Regions from separate parts of the Zea mays genome. Here region 2 is linked to region 1. A link is a contact called in public Hi-C data. All regions are on one chromosome and are shown on one strand. Each heading gives the region's core, a stretch centred on a gene start, on an enhancer-like site or on the middle of the called end of the contact. The rest is flanking DNA. Distances are from core to core; before and after follow the strand shown. Region 1 has its middle 23 kb from the start of LOC103641093. Region 2 holds the start of LOC100281883 (CONSTANS-like protein CO8).

Evidence for each region. Hi-C and Micro-C count contacts between places; a contact is called where the count stands out from the background.
Region 2: a Hi-C map of endosperm shows a contact between it and region 1, with 3 times the contacts expected there. The contact joins the promoter of LOC100281883 here to the enhancer-like site in region 1. A contact is called at or near these places in 2 of 25 Hi-C or Micro-C datasets (endosperm and leaf).

What each region holds. Positions count from the first base shown.
Region 1 is chr10:55,142,854-55,145,553 of Zm-B73-REFERENCE-NAM-5.0, reverse strand. No RefSeq gene overlaps it. Among protein-coding and RNA genes, the nearest start is that of LOC103641093, 23 kb to the right of the region's middle. Within about 2 kb of position 1,448, at least 20 of the 20 cell types and tissues checked have an H3K27ac peak or open chromatin away from gene starts, as enhancers often do. A contact at or near this core is called in endosperm and leaf, where this site is marked.
Region 2 is chr10:55,423,576-55,426,275 of Zm-B73-REFERENCE-NAM-5.0, reverse strand. LOC100281883 (CONSTANS-like protein CO8) reads left to right here and starts at 1,334. Exons shown (of 1, transcript NM_001154803.1): 1 at 1,334-2,700. The coding sequence starts at 1,423. The coding sequence ends at 2,259.

The DNA of each region.
Region 1 (2,700 bases), core at 199-2,698:
ATAAAGGAGAAATTAACATCACACCAAACATATAAACAAAATACATATTAATAATCTACATATTAAAATAATACATAGGAACAAGAATCATTAATTTTGGAGTTATAGATTTTAAGTTATGAATTTCCAAAGATTTTATGTGTTTGATACAAGATTAATTAGGATATAATATTTAATGTGACTTTCATGTCAAAACAATGGCACTATTGGATAAACAATAATTTTACAAAATTATAGAAACTAGAACGAATTAATTTGGACTTAATTTGAATTTTCTAGGAATTTTACAAGTTTCTGCAATTAATTTCATACTAAAAATCAATTTCCTTAATCATTTATTCCTTTTTACTGACTTCTGGTCTGCGCACGTGATTTAAACAAAAGCTAGGGTTCACTGCGCAAATAACACTAAGACTCAGAGTTCCACTAATAGGACTGCGGGTTGAATCTCAATAAACCCAGGGGTTCTTTAATAAAATTGTCGAGGCTGAATGGGTATCTATGGATCTGGGCCGCACGATCACAAGTGGACGGTGCAGATTAGATCCAGATTCATCCTGAACCGGTACGCAGCACTAGCCCTACGATCTGCGATCAACGGACCGCAACGCTTCATACCGAGATTGATTCTGCGCCCTCCGATCTAATTCCAACGCTCCGATCTACCTGGCCCGAATCGGTACGCCAGATCTAATCGCAGCCGCAGGCGTCCGATCCAACGTGCATGCCCCTCACCCTAATCCCTTCCACTGTGACGGCGGCGCGAGATCCATGCGCGGTGGGCGCCCGCCGGCGAACTACTAACCAGCGCCCGAGCGCCCAACTACCTAATTCCGATGATGCTACACAATGCTTGGAGCACCCCGAATCACCTAGCTGAGCACACGCCGGCATTAGAGGCTTAGGGTCCCGTGCCCGCGTAGGTCATCGCACCGTGGCGGAGGCTCTGCTCCGACGAGCGATTGCCGGCGGCAAAACAACTATTGTTGAGTAATTCTAGGCGCGAACGGAAAAGAATGAACAGAGGTAGACTCAAGAGGGGACTCACGACGATCGGAGCAACAAATTTGGCCTTCCACGCTTCCCCGGCAGCGCGGTCCGATCTCCCATGGCTCCCACAAGCTCTCTCACGATGGGAGGACGAATCCATAGTTGTCTAGGCATTGAAATAGGGTCGCGGGCGTGCAGCGCGACCAACCTTTATACGCACGATGAGGCTACCGGATCGGAGCAGTCATGGTCGAGGATTCCGCACTGTGCGCCGGTCGTGCCAGGAATGCGGGCGATTCTGTTGGGGAGGGATATGACGTGTGGGGGGCACAGTTAGAGACGCGGAGGGACGCGGTGCAGTCAAATGGTGGAGCTGGCGCGCGGGTCCCGCGGAGCAGCGAAGGAGGGGAAGCGCGTACGCGAGTGTGTGGTCGACCAAGCGGACCCGCCAGTCAGTTCCCCGGGCAGGTTTAGGCGCGGTGAGTGACTGTCCAGTGGGACCATGCTATCGGCGCCGCTCCTTGGGATTGGGCTGCGCGGAATCCGGTGAAGAATGGGCCGAAAATGGTTATTCCAGCCCAACAAAGTTTTTTTCCTTTTCTTTTTCATTTCCTTTTTCTGATTCCTTTTTCCTCTTTATTTTTAGAATTCACGTTTGAATTTAAATTTTGTTATGAGATTCCTCAATGATCAAAGTGTACCAAATTCAAATTTTAGAGTAAAGAAATATATTCTTATTTATATATTTTATTTTACCTCATTTGTTTAGTATTTTCTTCTCTTTTCTCAATTCTAGAATTTCTTTTAGATCTTAAATTCCACTTTGTACTTTTATATATTTCTTTTTACATTATTTTTATGTTGTCACAAAATGCACACAAAATAAAAATCTCAGCATGATGCATAATTTAGTGGTATGTCTTTTATTAATTATTTGTTTTTAAATGTGGTGTTCACATGTGATGGTGAATAGAGATGACACATACATATATATAAAAGAAATAATGTCTCCTTTAATATTTTCTTACAAATTGGGTATTACACACCGGTTGGTGGCTGCGGTAGCCACGGCTCCTCGACCCGGACGCGTGGTGGCGGCGGTTCCTCGATCCAAAGTAGAGGTGGTGGTTCCCAGGTCAGTGGCGCGGTGGCTCCCCGATCCAGAGGGCGAGTGACGGCGGGCCCCTGTGCGGGCAAGCGGCGCCGTCCCCAGGGCCCCAAGGCGGCGACATTCCCGAGGCGGCGGCGCCCCTCGACGTGCGAGTAGCGATGACGACGCATGAGGTGCGAGGTGCACACAACGACGATCGCACGTGACATCCTCCGATCTGGTACAGTTCGGGTGGCCCGAGTGACGACCTCCATGTGTTCTTGTGTCGTTGACGACGTCCTCCAGCGACTACCACCTCCGATTCGTGTTGTCTTTCGATTATTATGTTTTATGCCTATAACATGCACTATTTACGCTGAAAACTGTACAATTTTATGCTTGAACACGGAGTTTCTATATCAGTTTATTGCATGCATATTTTTTGCATGCAAATTGGAAAAGGCAATTTCTTGATTTATGTTGTTCATAATTACCATAAAAAATCAAATCAAATCATTTAAGTTCGTAGCGGCTAGATTTTCACGTCTGTCATAAAATTGTCCCTAATTATCGCCTATTCGTAATAACCATAAAAATTGAAATAAAATCACTTATGTTTG
Region 2 (2,700 bases), core at 85-2,584, 280 kb before region 1:
CGCACATCTTTTAGAGACCGAGATAGGGAGCTGCATATGCATGTCCTGCCGCCACCCAACCTAAGCCCGCAGCCACTGCTCCAGTACCGTCCATGGTTGGACGGCACGAGTTGGGGACGCGGATTTCTACTCGGGCTAGCATTGGTCGGCGGCGGCGTGGTGTCATCGGGTGGCTGGCGGCGTGTGCGAAGAACAGAGAAGATGGGAGATGAGGAGCTCTTGAATCCGTGAATGTACTATGATATATACCTTTCGAACTAAATCTGGAACTAGTTCTTTGCCCGTATGTTACTGTTTTTTTTTCTTATTTTAAACTATTAGATCTATTAAAATAGATAGCTCTAGTTTTTCTTCTTCCGAGAACTGTAAAATTTCTCGTATGGGCAAAGACAAATGACCTATAAGAGCAGCTCCAATAGTTATGTATATTTCTACTACCTAAATTTGAGATTTAGCAAGTACTCAAATAATATAGGAAACAAAAAAACTTATCTCCTCCAACAGTTCTCTATATATTACTTCCTAAATATGTTAAAACTTGTCATATCACCAATTTGAGTGTGATTAGCCATTTTTCCTTTTGTTTTCATCTCCCTTCTGCAACTCGATCTCAAAATTGTGACCTCGTCAGCAAACTGATCCAACATGGTGAGTTGTGTTGTCCTTTTGATTTGTTGCCACAATTGTTTATTCTCAACATGTGCATGTGCAACAGTTACATTATTAATTGTTTAATCTCTAACTTACTAGGTGCTGCAATTGTGCATCACCAACAGCTGACGCATGGACTCAGAATGTGGAAAAGACGTCCAACTAAAAGAAGTATGCCAGATTTTATGTTTCGGGAGTTGGTAAGTGGTTGCTAAATGTAGGTAGGAAATAAGGTTAGATGAAAAGTGACTAAATTTAGAAAGTTTATTTAGAGAGCTGTTGGAGATGAGTTTTTAGGTTAACTATCTAAATTATTGATTTAAGGAGTATTTTAGAGAACTACTGTAGTTGCTCTAAGTAATGTAGAAGAGAAGGAATATGTCATGTCAGAAATTAATGTCAAGAGGTCACACTGTAACAAGTGCAGACCTGGATGGTTTGGCAAGGGAACAAGGGTGCCTACCATAGTACACCTACCAATTCCCTCTAAATTACACGATCTTGGTCGTCCTCAGCCAAAGTTTTCGCGGCCATTAGAGCTCCACGTGTCCACTTAACCGATTCACCAACTCCACCTTCGCGCTAAGCTCCCCGCCTCCCGCTCGTCCCCGGTGGCTTCATCACTTCATCTCCCTCCCCCTATTAATACAGCTCAGCAGCTTCACTGCCATTTCGCACTCAAAAACACAAACGCAAGCACAAGCAAAACACAAAGAAGCTCAAGAAAGCTGAGGCAAGCCCAGAAGAAGAAAAAAAAAACTAGAAGGAGAGATGGGAAGAAGCGAAGGCAGCACAAGCCCAGCGGCTGGGGGAGCCGCCTGCGCGTGCGCGGTCTGCGGCGGCGCCGCGGTGGTGTACTGCGCGGCGGACGCTGCGGCGCTCTGCAGCCCCTGCGACACCGCTGTGCACGCTGCGAACCTGCTGGCGTCGCGCCACGAGCGCGTGCCCCTTTCCATGGTGACTGCTGCATCCGGCGTGTACGACGACGACCTCTTCGCGCCCGACGACATCGACGCGGCGTCGTCGTGGGCGTCGGCGCCTGCGCAGGGGCAGGGAAGCCCCCAGAACGGGAGCTCGTCGGCGAGCTTCACCACCGGCGACAGCGGCGCGGAGGGCAGGGGCCTGTTCGACCTGCTGTCCGACGTCGACTTCGCTGCCTGTGTCACGGGCGGCGGCGGCTACCTGCCGGACGGCGTGGCGCCCGTCGTCCATCACGGCGCTGCACCTCTGTGGGCGCAGCCCGGTCTGGCCGCCGCCGCATGGACGGCCACGTGGTCGCCCGCTGTCGTCGTCCCGGGCGCCGCCGTGGTCGCCGCGGCGGCGGCGGAGCGGGAGGCGAGGGTGCAGAGGTACCGCGAGAAGCGCGAGAGGCGCAAGTTCCAGAAGACCATCCGCTACGCGTCCCGCAAGGCCTATGCCGAGGCGCGGCCCAGGATCAAGGGCCGCTTTGTCAAGCGCGCCGCCGGCACCTCCTCCTCCTCCTCCTCGGGTGCCGGCACATCGGACAGCATCGACGCTGCTGCCAAGTTCTGGCTCTCCTTCTCCGACGACGCCAGGGACGGCTTCTTCGTGGACGCCGGGGCCTACGGGGTCGTGCCAAGCTTCTAGAAAGTTTGTGCCTTGAAAATTTAGGGGTCACACTCGCATCACAGCGGGCAGCGCTTCTGGGCTTCTGGCGGTGGCGTTCGCCCAGTTTGAAGCAAGTTAAGCAACCGCCCTTCTCGTTTGTGTCGTGTCGTCTCGTCATTCATGTGAGCAGCATCCGTGGTGAAATTCCGCCATCGCTATTTTTAAATGATGGCGCGGAATTTCGATGGGTCATCACCAGTTGGTGAACGAACTAGGGGATTTATTGTGTCTTGTAAGATACAACTTTACTGGGTTGTCTATCAAATTCTGCGTTGGCTCATCGTCATCGCTTTACTGGGGCTAACAATATAGTTGTGGTGGAAATCTGCCATCCATGCTTCCATAGCAAGCTCTTAGATGATCGGAATAAAAGGGGATTTTGATGGGCCAATCAGGAAGTGGGTTTGGTTAATCTATATA